Linked DNA regions of Pan troglodytes: region 2 is linked to region 1. Evidence: chromatin contacts called from public Hi-C data. All regions are on one chromosome and are shown on one strand. The core of a region is the stretch at or near the end of the contact, and the rest is flanking DNA. Distances in the headings are between cores, read along the strand shown.

What was found. A called contact is a pair of places that touch in the nucleus more often than the background predicts.
Region 2: a Hi-C map of stem cell-derived neural progenitor cells shows a contact between it and region 1, with 4 times the contacts expected there. The contact joins the promoter of VARS1 here to the promoter of MSH5 in region 1. A contact is called at or near these places in 1 of 7 Hi-C or Micro-C datasets (stem cell-derived neural progenitor cells), 1 of 1 datasets of contacts at active chromatin or transcription factors (stem cell-derived excitatory neurons) and 1 of 1 other capture datasets (stem cell-derived neural stem cells).

What each region holds. Positions count from the first base shown.
Region 1 is chr5:37,535,491-37,540,936 of NHGRI_mPanTro3-v2.0_pri, forward strand. It overlaps MSH5 (mutS homolog 5), which reads left to right and starts at 1,813. Exons shown (of 24, transcript XM_063812336.1): 1 at 1,813-2,044; 2 at 3,147-3,270; 3 at 4,817-4,897; 4 at 5,049-5,111. The coding sequence starts at 3,225. CLIC1 (chloride intracellular channel 1) reads right to left here and starts at 1,901. Exons shown (of 8, transcript XM_063812353.1): 1 at 1,711-1,901; 2 at 1,247-1,371.
Region 2 is chr5:37,589,624-37,595,206 of NHGRI_mPanTro3-v2.0_pri, forward strand. VARS1 (valyl-tRNA synthetase 1) reads right to left here and starts at 3,982. Exons shown (of 30, transcript XM_518361.5): 1 at 3,595-3,982; 2 at 2,880-3,299; 3 at 1,035-1,169; 4 at 806-944; 5 at 442-566; 6 at 267-351; 7 at 1-21. The coding sequence starts at 3,266. LSM2 (LSM2 homolog, U6 small nuclear RNA and mRNA degradation associated) reads right to left here. Exons shown (of 4, transcript XM_016955187.4): 4 at 5,448-5,583.

The DNA.
Region 1 (5,446 bases), core at 563-3,062:
GTGCAGTGCAAGAACACAGAACTAAAACAGAGCTTGAAACTTAAAGAAAGGGAGAGACTTGGGGGAGGAGTGGGGTGGAGTGACGTGATGTGCTGCTGGAAACCAGCAGTTGGTGGTTTCCTCTTGTGCTTCCTCTTCTGTGGGTTTTCTCCTGCCTGTGGGAGGGCCTTTTTCTCTCCTCCCGACAGAAAGGCTATCTTTCGTGTTCGTTCCCTTGAACTGTAACATCCTGTAAGGGTATGATTCCATGCCTCTGTGTGGGTGTGAATTCCCTCATGGTGACCCTCAAAATCTGCACACAGGACCCCTTCCCATTGAGGGGAGGGGATCAAAACAACTCTACTTCTCAGGGTCCTCTCCTGTTCCAACTGGTCTGTGTCCAAAAGAAGCCTTAGGTAAATGGGGCCAGCTTGAAGATCAAACAGGTTTGGCAGCCTCTCCCGGCCTCTCTTTTCTCTCCTACAGCTTTATAGCTACAGCTGCCTTGATATCAATATTGACTTTGGCTGGCTGGCATGACTACCCACAGGGTATCGTGCCTTAATTTACCAGGTGACAGGCAACGCTGCCCTCTCCTGGAACCATCCAGCAGAGCCAGGGCTGTACCCCCAAATCCTGCAACAGAGGTTTCCCTCCATCTCACCTCCCTGTCCCTGCATTTCTCCTATCTCAGTAGCTCCTCTTTCCCTCTCTGGGCTTCTCTTTCCACTCCCTCCCCTTCCTGGGCTTGGTAAACTAGTCCCTAATCTCTTCACACCCCAGATTGGAAGGTGGGTCCCTCCCTGACACTCCCCAGAGCTGTCACCAACCTCCTCCAAGTTTCTATAGCTCCATTGCTCAACACATTTGCCAGGGGTAACCATTAACCCAGCCCTTAACTCTGTTCCCCCACCTTTCTTGCTGGAGGGGATTTTCCAATTACTGGTTAGCACAGCTAGGTCATCTCACCCCCACCATCTTTCCTAACTTCTTGGGTTGGGGGGCTGGGGAGGAATCTCCCCATCTCAGGGTACTAGGAACAAAGCTGGGGAGGATGGTGCATTTAAAGGGACTATATATATATATATATATATATTTTAACTTTCTCCCTCATAACCCCACCCCCGCAACACACACACACACACGCACGCACGCACGCACAAATAAGCTTTATGGAGCAGTGACTTCATTATGTTCACCGCTTTGAGTCCAACCCCTGGCCCAAAATAGGCACTAAATAGTTGCCGAATGCATGAATGATAGATACCTCTCTGTCTTCAGGGGTGTGTAGAAGTGCGAAGGGGTATGGGCATGTCCCAGTAGGGGTGTGAGTGTTCTGATCAGATCTACTTCTCTCTGCCAGAATTTGATGTAATTCGAATCCTTCCACCTCTGCTTGAGGGGTTTAAATAATAAATTAGGCCCTGTCGTGCCATTATGGGGGTGGTCATACCCTGTACCCAGGAAACAGGCACGGTAGGGCTGAGACAGAAGTCCTGCTTGTTTCCGCTTATTTATTTGAAACACCGCTCATTTAGGTCTTACTTTGTTTGCCAGGCACTGTTCTAAGCTCTGTATAAATATTAACTCAGAGGGTACAAATATTAACTTAAGAGTTGTTGCAGGAAAAAAAAAAGCGCCTCTGGCTCTTTAAGTGTGAACTCCCCCTCAAAACCCCTGCAACGGTCCCAAACCCCTTCCAGGGACTGGGACTACGGCCCCTGGTCCGACCTTCTCGCGGGCTTCCCACTGCGCCAATCAAATCCCAGAAACAGTGAGTGCTAGAGGCCCGGCTGCTAAGCAACGGCAGAGGGCGGGAAGTTTGAACATTCTGGACCCGCCCCGAAGGCGAATAGGCCAATCAGCGTCCAGACTCTTCAGCTACGGCAGTCCGCTTCTCCTCCTCGCCCTGTCGGATCTCTAGGCTGGATCCGGGCCTCTCCAATCAACAGCGGCTAGGAGGGTGGGGCGCGTGCGCGCGCACCTCGCTCACGCGCCGGCGCGCTCCTCCTGCAGGCTCGTGGCGGTCGGTCAGCGGGGCGTTCTCCCACGTGTAGCGACTGAGGTTACTGAAGAGGCGGGAAAACGCTGTGATGGCGGCAGCTGGGGGAGGAGGAAGATAAGCGCGTGAGGCTGGGGTCCTGGCGCGTGGTTGGCAGAGGCAGAGACATAAGACGTGCACGACTCGCCCCACAGGGCCCTCAGACCCCTTCCTTCCAAAGGGCAACCTCCGCGTGACAGGAATGAGGGTGGGGCGCGTGGAGTTTCCCACAATCTGTACTTTAGTTAAATACCCGAGAATTCACCTCCTATGTTCACAGCTCTCCACGCCCCTCAGCCCTGCCCCGCAGCCCTGTAGCAGAAGTACTTAGTGCTTTGCATTCTGCGCGCCACCCTACCCCGGCCTCCTCTGTGAATCGTTCCTTCCGAACCGCCCTCACTTTTTGCATCCGCAGAGCCTCCAAGCTCATGGCCTCCTTAGGAGCGAACCTAAGGAGGACACCGCAGGGACCGGGACCTGGGGCGGCCTCCTCCGGCTTCCCCAGCCCGGCCCCAGTGCCGGGCCCCAGGGAGGCCGAGGAGGAGGAAGTCGAGGAGGAGGAGGAGCTGGCCGAGGTCTCTGAGGGGAGTAGAAACTTGAATGGAGAGTTGATGGGAAGTTAGAATAAAAGAGGGTTGGGAGCCGGGCGCGGTGGCTCGCACCTGTAATCTTAGCACTTTGGGAGACTGAGGCGGGCGGATCACCTGAGCTCAGGAGTTGGAGACCAGCCTGGACAACATGGCGAAACCCCGTCTCTACTAAAAATATAAAAATTAGCCGAGCGTCGTGGCACGTGCCTGTTATCCCAGCTACTGGGAAGGCTGAGGCAGGAGAATCACTGTAACTCGGGAGGCGGAGGTTGCAATGAGCTGAGATTGCTCCACTGCACTTCAGCCTGGGCGACAGAGCAAGACTCCGTCTCAAAGAAAGAAAGAAAGAAAGAAAAAACAGGGTTGGGAAGAGCTGGGCAAGTCTCTTACCTCCTGAGTGGCTGTTTCACATTCACTAAATGGGGGTGATGATGCCTATCAGAGATTTGATAAAATGATTAAATTATATAAGGCATGGTAAACCCTACACTTATGAGCGATTCCAATAGTGATTTCCTTTCTTCCTTGCTGGACAGATCCACCTGTGTGTGCTGTGGAATTCAGGATACTTGGGCATTGCCTACTATGATACTAGTGACTCCACTATCCACTTCATGCCAGATGCCCCAGACCACGAGAGCCTCAAGCTTCTCCAGAGAGGTGGGGATGGAACCATGAATTCCTCTGCTCTCTGGGATTGCAGATGTGTTACACACACACACACACACACATATTTTTTTTTTCTAGACAGAGTCTTGCTCTGTTACCCAGGCTCAAGTGCAGTGGCGCAGTCTTGGCTCACTGCAGCCTCCACCTCCTGGGTTCAAGCAATTCTCCTGACTCAACCTCCCGAGTAGCTGGGACTACAGGCGTGTGCCACCACACCCAGCTAGTTTTTTGTGTGTGTTTTTAGCACAGACGGGGTTTCACCATGTTGGCCAGGGTGGTCTCAAACTCCTGACCTTGTGATCCGCCCACCTTGGCCTCCTAAAGTGCTGGAACTACAGGTGTGAGCCACCACGCCCAGCCATGTTTTACTTACATTAACTCACCTCACTGTCTAGCATATTTTGTGTTGCTGTAAGGAAATACCTGACTCTGAGTAATTTGTTAAAAAAAAAAAAAAAAAGTTTTATTTGGCTTATGATTCTGGATGGTTGGAAAGCTCAAAATTGGGCATGGACTGCTTCAACTCATGGAAGAAGGGAAGGCAGGGTGTGTAGAGGTCACATGGCAGAGAAGAAGCAAGCGGGAGGGAGATGCCAGGCTCTTTTTGACAACCAGCTCTCTCAGGAACTAATAGAGTGAGAACCACTCACACATACCCACCAACACACTCCAGGAAGGGCATTAATCTGTTCATGAGCGATCCACTCCCATCACCCACACACCTCCTGCTAGGCCCTACCTCACAACACTATCACACTGGGGATTAAATTTCAACACGAGATTTGGCAGGGACAAATCACATCCAAACTATAGCACTGACTGAATATATTTTACAGTTGCTTCACAGAGGCTCCCTCTTTTGTTTTTATGAATTCATTTCATTATTTAACAAATATTTGTGAGGTTGTTTTTTGGTTTGTTTGGTTGTTCTTTTTTGAGACAGTGTCTTGCTCCGTCACTCAGGCTGGAAGTGTAGTGGTGCCATCTTGGCTCACTGCAACCTCCGTCTCCTGGATTCAAGCAATTCTCCTGCCTCAGTCTCCCGAGTAGCTGGGATTACAAGAATCTGCCATCACGCCTGGCTAATTTTTATATTTTTAGTAGAGGCAGGGTTTCACCACGTTGGCCAGGCTTGTCTTGAGCTCCTGGCCTCCAGTGATCTGCCTGCCTTGGCCTCACAAAGGGCAGGGATTATAGGCATGAGCCACTGTGCCTGGCCACAAATGTATATGATGTATTTACAATGTTTCAGGTGCTTCAGATTCAGCCCTGGGCAAATCAGTCATGTCTGTTCTCCAGGGGTTTACAGCCTAGTGACAATATCCAGAACATCCCACTTCCCTCTCACCATCCCACCACTCTTACCACTTTTCTAAATCTCAACTTCTACCTGTGTTCCCAATGTGCAGAGCACTCCCTACTCCTAGGGAGGAAATGTTTTTGAGAAGGAGAGGGGTAGGAAGAGGAGGGCTATGGGTTTTCTCTTAGTCAAAGACAAAGATCCTTTAACTCATTTGATCTCTGTTCTCCTTCCAAGTTCTGGATGAGATCAATCCCCAGTCTGTTGTTACGAGTGCCAAACAGGATGAGAATATGACTCGATTTCTGGGAAAGCTTGGTAAGGACTTGGTAAAGGATAGAGGGAAAATGGGGAAGGACTAATATATGGAATATTCCAGGGGGCTAGAATTGGGTGAGAGGGAGTGTCAGACAGAGGTAGAAGGACTGAGATGTACAGAATGATAGCCTTTTCTTTGCCTCTCCCACAGCCTCCCAGGAGCACAGAGAGCCTAAAAGACCTGAAATCATATTTTTGCCAAGTGTGGATTTTGGTATCTCCTTCCTTTTGCTTTGCGTAACTCCCTGTTCCGGTGTCCCATTCTTTCCCCCAACTCTACCTTCATCATCACAGATCTCCCCTCTGCCTTATGTCATCCTAAACCTTTGTGCTCTTCATGCCCTATGACCTGTCCCCCCAAGATCTCTCCTGCTCCCTACCCTTTAATAACCTGCAGCTTATTGGGAAGCCTCTGCTTAAGTCATGTCTAGGGATGAGGGCCTCCCCTGAGGAGTGGTGACACTTTTTGGACAGGGTTTTATTGTTGGAATTCTCCCCATTAAGTTAAAGCCTTTTATCACCAAACCAAAAGGCACTGCCTCAGTGACC
Region 2 (5,583 bases), core at 2,732-5,231, 56 kb after region 1:
CGGGCATGGGGCCACTGACATCTGGGGGAGAGGAAGGGAGGGCTCAGTGCCGTGGCTGGGAGCACTCTCTGAAGGAGACGTGCTGGCAGAGAGGGATCAGGATCTCCGTCACTCAAATCATAGGACAGGCATTTGAGGGGCCTAGAGGCAGGGCAGGGGGTCTGCAATTCCTCACCAAACAAAGTGGTGAGAGCAAGAATAGAGCAAGATAGGGTGAAAACTTAGAAGGGGCTGCTGAGGGGTGAGCCCCTTCCCACTCCTAGTACCTTTCTTTTCCCCGGGTGGGGTTGGGAGGTCATAGGTAATGACCCCAGGATCCCGTTTCTCCCTCTTCTCTGGTTTTGGTTTCTTCTGCTTGGGAGGGAGAAGACACAGGCCCAGGCATCAGCCAACCCATCACCGCACACATCAACTTTCCTTCCAGCTCCACCCTCGCCTCACCTCCCCTGGAGGTGGCTGCTGCTGTTGGATCTTCTGCTTCTGTTGGAATTTCTCTAGCTTCTCCCGTTTCTTTGCCTCTTTCTTGAGCTGAGCAGCTGTCTTTGGGAGGGCAGGAGCCTCGGGGCCTAGAGAGAGGTGCAGAAATTCAGACTCAGCCAGCTGGGGACCCTCTTGGACGGCCATACTAGGTTTCAGATGGGGTATTTTAGATGCCCGAGGTCTCGCCCATGCTGACCTCCCCCACTCCCTCCTCTCCCGCAGGACCCTGCCCCAGTGATTCTGCCATTTCTAGGAAAAAAAGAAAGTGAGTTGCATGGAAGGCCCCAGGGAAGCCCCTATCCTCCAACTCCTCGCCCTTCCTCACCTGGCTGATGAGAGAGAGGCCTGGCTCCTGAGTATAGAACCACTTCTCCTAGCACGGCTCGGAATTCTGGCTGCCGGACACACGTGACAAACCAGCGAGTCACATTATTCCAGATCCGGCGGGCAGGTGGGTCTAGGACCTGGAACAGGAAATAAATGACTATTCTCAGTCACCCTACAGTGAGGTCTGAGGAGAGCAGTCTTGTTCTTCCCCAGGCCTGGTGACTCACGTATCGGAAAGGCAGCAGCAAGGCTGTGACAGCCGCCAGGTCAGCCAGAGTGGGGGCCTCCCCGGCCAAGTAGGTGTGCAGCCGAAGCCACTCCTCCAAGGGGCTCAGGGCCCTGCCCAGGGCCCCCAGCACAGCCTGGCAGGAAGGGGAAGAAGTGTGAGACAAGGTTTGGCCCACCTCCATCTCCCACCACAACCCAATTCATGTGGCCTCCCTCCACCCCACTCTCACAAATCACCACCTCTGAGTCCCATTTCTTCACTCAAATAGTCACAATAAAAATACTTCTGGGTGGATCACAAGGTCAGGAGATCGAGACCATCCTGGCTAACATGGTGAAACCTCATCTCTACTAAAAATACAAAAAAAAAAATAGCCGGGCGTGGTGGCGGGCGCCTGTAGTCCCAGCTACTCGGGAGGCTGAGGCAGGAGAATGGCATGAACCCAGGAGGTGGAGCTTGCAGTGAGCTGAGATCACGCCACTGCACTCCAGCCTGGGCAACACAGCGAGACTCCGTCTCAAAAAAAAAACAAAAACAACTTCTGACTCATCCAACAAATCCCTACTCAATATTTATGTGTTAGATGCAATATGTTAAGCATAGAAGTAAAGATTATATGAGGCATCTCAATAACTCCCAGGTTCAGAACATCAATAAATATGTATTAAGTACTTCTCCAGGGAATGAGAGGAAAACACGAACAGATGGACAGAGCCCTGACCTGGTAGAGTTAACATTCTTGTAGGGGAACAACAAATGAGCAAATATAAAATGAAGTGCCCTATTTTTCTTAACTCCTATGAAGAAAAATAAAGCAGAATGAGGGGAACAGGGGCCAGGCGTGGTGGCTCACACCTATAATCTCAGCACTTTGGGAGGCCGAGGCGAGCAGACCATCTGAGGTTAGGAGTTCAAGACCAGCCTGGTCAACATGACAAAACCCCATCTCTACTAAAAATACAAAAAATTAGCCGGACAAGGTGGCGGGCGCCTGTAATCCCAGCTACTCAGAAGGCTGAGGCAGGAGAATCGCTTGAGCAGTGAGCTGAGATCGCACCATCGCACCGTGGCACTCCAGCCTGGGCAACAGAAGGAGATTCCGTCTCAAAAAAAAAAAAAGAAAAGAAAAGAAAAGAAATAAAAGAGGGGAACAAACAGGGAATTCCAGAAGAGAGGGACTCTATTTTATTTGTTTGTTTGGACAGACATTCTGAATGCAAGGACTCTATTGTGGATAGGGTGATCACAATATGAGGGAGCAAGTCAGGGTCTGCCACATTCATTCATCCATTCAAGAAATACTAATTTTCCATCATGTGCTCAACACCATGCAAGGAGGCAGAGTTGAAAGTACACCAAGGCACAGGTCTCCTTTGGAAGGACTGATAGTTACAATCTGGCAGGGTTATCTCTCCTCTCACTTACCTTCCTCATTTCATTTCTCTTTTATCTCCTCCCAGCAATTGTCATCTCTCCCTCACCCAGTCTTTTCCTACAATTCAAATAACTTCTATCCTCATCAATTTCAGACTCATCAAACTTTTACTAAGAGACTTTAAAAGTGCCTGGCACTAAACTATGTGCTCTGCGCACATCTTTTAATCCTATTAACTCAGTGAGGCAAGCATTACATCAACTTGCCTGCGTGTTCATAGACATAGGAAGACCAAGACACAGCGGGTTTATGAAACGTGCCCAGGGTTACCATACCAGTTGGCAATCTGGGATTTGATCACTCTTTTCCCACATCTGATGTACTACCTTCTTGTCTCATTGTCCATTCCGGTCCTCGCTTCCCTCCTCTGAATTTCTCCCCTCCCCCTCTTCTGTACAACCCCCTCACCTGGGGGTCCTGGGCCGAGCTTCGGAGTCCCAGGGCCGGCAGCGTTGCTCCACAGGCAGCTGGTATTAACTCCGTGTCGGCGTAACTGACCCACTGTTGGACAAGGACAGCCGCCCGGCTGCCCCCTGGGCCCCCCAGGCCTGCTGGCCACAGCAGCTGGGCCACAGCCGTGGCCCCCCACACCCAGAGCCCACCGGGCCCCTGCTCCAGGGCCGGCAGGCGGGGTGGGGGAAAGGGAGTCCTGCTAGTCGGGGGTGGCTGGAGACAGATGCGGGGGTGGGCTCCTCCCCATCCGGGACCCTCCCCAGCCTCCCCATAGCGAGCGGCTATGAGGGCTCGGAGGCTGGGGAAGGCATCTGGGTGAGGGGAGACGTAGAGGATGGACATAGTTATGAGAAGGTCCGAACGAAGTGGAAAAACCTAAGGAGAAAGAGAGACAGGGGAAGACTGCGGGATCGAGGTGGGTCCTATGTTTGAGTAGAGAGGGGACCCTCATGGGAGCTCCTTCGCCGCAGACACCCGAGTCCCATAGGACTGAAGGTCTGACCAGGCAGGCTGTCAGGAGCCGAGGACCTGGCTCTCAGAGGGGCAGTGTCAGTGGGGAATTCCTGGGGAAGAGGAACTATCCACGATCGCGGGGCTTCGGGGAGTGTGGAAGGCTATCAGGAGCGGGTCGGCGTCTGGTTGGATGCGGGTTCGAGCCGCGTGTACGTACTGGAGGGAGATGGTCAGACTGGGCCGGGAATCCACCTCACAGCCAGGCGCCGGCCGCGGCTGGACCGGCCGAGCGGCCCGGGCGGAGGAGTCGAGCGGGCAGAGACGGTGGGCGGCTCTCCAGGTGACCCTAGTTCCCTAAGATCGCCGCCCCGGCAGCCGGCGCCCACGTGTTCCCCCCTTTGTGACAGGGAGCGTTTCCGGGCCTGCGGGTCCTGGCGGGGGCGGCCGTGCCCCGCCTGCGAGTGCGCGCCCGCCGTGTCCGACACTGCCCCGGGGGCCGCGCGGCTCGCCGCCCGCCGGTCTCACGAGGAACAGCGCGGGGCGCGGGGCGCTGGGCGCGGACGCAGGACGAGAGGACACCCCTGAGCACGACGCTCCCGTCAGGCGCCGCCACGGGCACCTTGTGCGGGTCCTCGGCCGGGTGGCGAGGGCGGCGCCCAGCGGGCAGCTAGGGAACTGGCCCAAGAGGGTCGGCCGGCCCTGCCGGTGGAGGGCGTTCCCCACCCGGTAGCGGGGAGGTGCCCAGCAGGGAGCCGCCTGATGAGGACCGAAGGGGAGGTCCATTTGCCGAGGCCCTGGCGTCCAGCTTCCTCTTTGAGCCTCATCTCCTCATGTATGAAAAAAGGGTGACGGCCGGGCGCAGTGGCTCACGCCTATAATCCCAGCACTTTGGGAGGCCGAGGTGGGCGGATCACCTGAGGTCAGAAATTCAAGACTAGCCTGGCCAAGGTGGTGAAAGCCCGTCTCACGCCTGTAATCCCAGCACTCTGGGAGGCCGAGGCGGGTGGATCACCAGGTCAGGAGTTCAAGACCAGCCAGGCCAAGATGGTGAAACCCCGTCTCTACTAAAAATACAAAAATTAGCCAGGTGTGGTGGCAGGCGCCTGTAATCCCAGCTACCCCGGAGCCTGAGGCAGGGAATTGCTTGAATCCTGGAGGTTGAGGTTGCAGTGAACCGAGATCGTGCCACTGCACTCCAGCCTGGCGACAGAGCTGCAGTATTTGTAAAAATACAAAAATTAGCCAGGCGTGGTGGCACACACCTGTAAGCCCAGCTACTTGGGAAGCTGAGGCAAGAAGATCACTTGAACCTGGGAGGCGGAGATTGCAGAGCTAAGATCACACCACTGCAGTCCAGCCTGAGTGACAAAGTGAGACTCCATCTCAAAAAAAAAAAAAAAAAAAAAAAAAAATTAGCCGGGCATGGTGGTGGGCGTCTGTAATCCCAGCTACTCAGGAGCTGTGGCAGGAGAATCGCTTGAACCGGGAGGTGGAGGTTGCAGTGAGCCACACCAAGCCAGTGCACTCCACCCTGGGCAACAGAGTGAGACTCCCATCTCAAAAACAAAAAGGAGGGTCACACTAGACGGTCTCTAAGGGTCCCTTAAGGCTGAGAAGTCTCATCTGTATCATGAACTCATATTTGCTGAATGAGTGAATGAAGTTTAGTAATTCCCAGTCACAACTTTTCTCTAAAATATAAATTACATCACTTGTATTTATCTTCTATACATATTCAGAAAACATGTACTGATTTGGTTGGATTGGTGAAGTCTGGTAGCATGAAATGTATCTTATGACACTATCACATTAATGGAAGGACAGCAAGCACTTCAGTTGCAGGTATGGTATAAGCAAAAGGCCAGAGGGAGAACATACAGGTAGGGACATGTTGGGGAAACGTGGTGTAGAGCAACTGTATTATATGCTTTATACCAAGGAGAGTAGTGGGAAGCTGAGTTGGATTCTTGGCTGGGTTAATGCAGAGTAACAGGGGCTTGGATGAATTCGACATCCTTTTCCATGTCCCAACCCCCTGCCCAACACATAGTAACAGAACCAAAACACAAATTTGCATCATAAATTTTATTCCCGATGCGGGACAGATTCCTTCCATCCCCAAATGAATCACATGCTGCCCTGGAAAGACCTAGGAAACTCTCCTACCATCTCCAGAGAAGTAGTGAGAAAGGCATGTGCTGGGGAC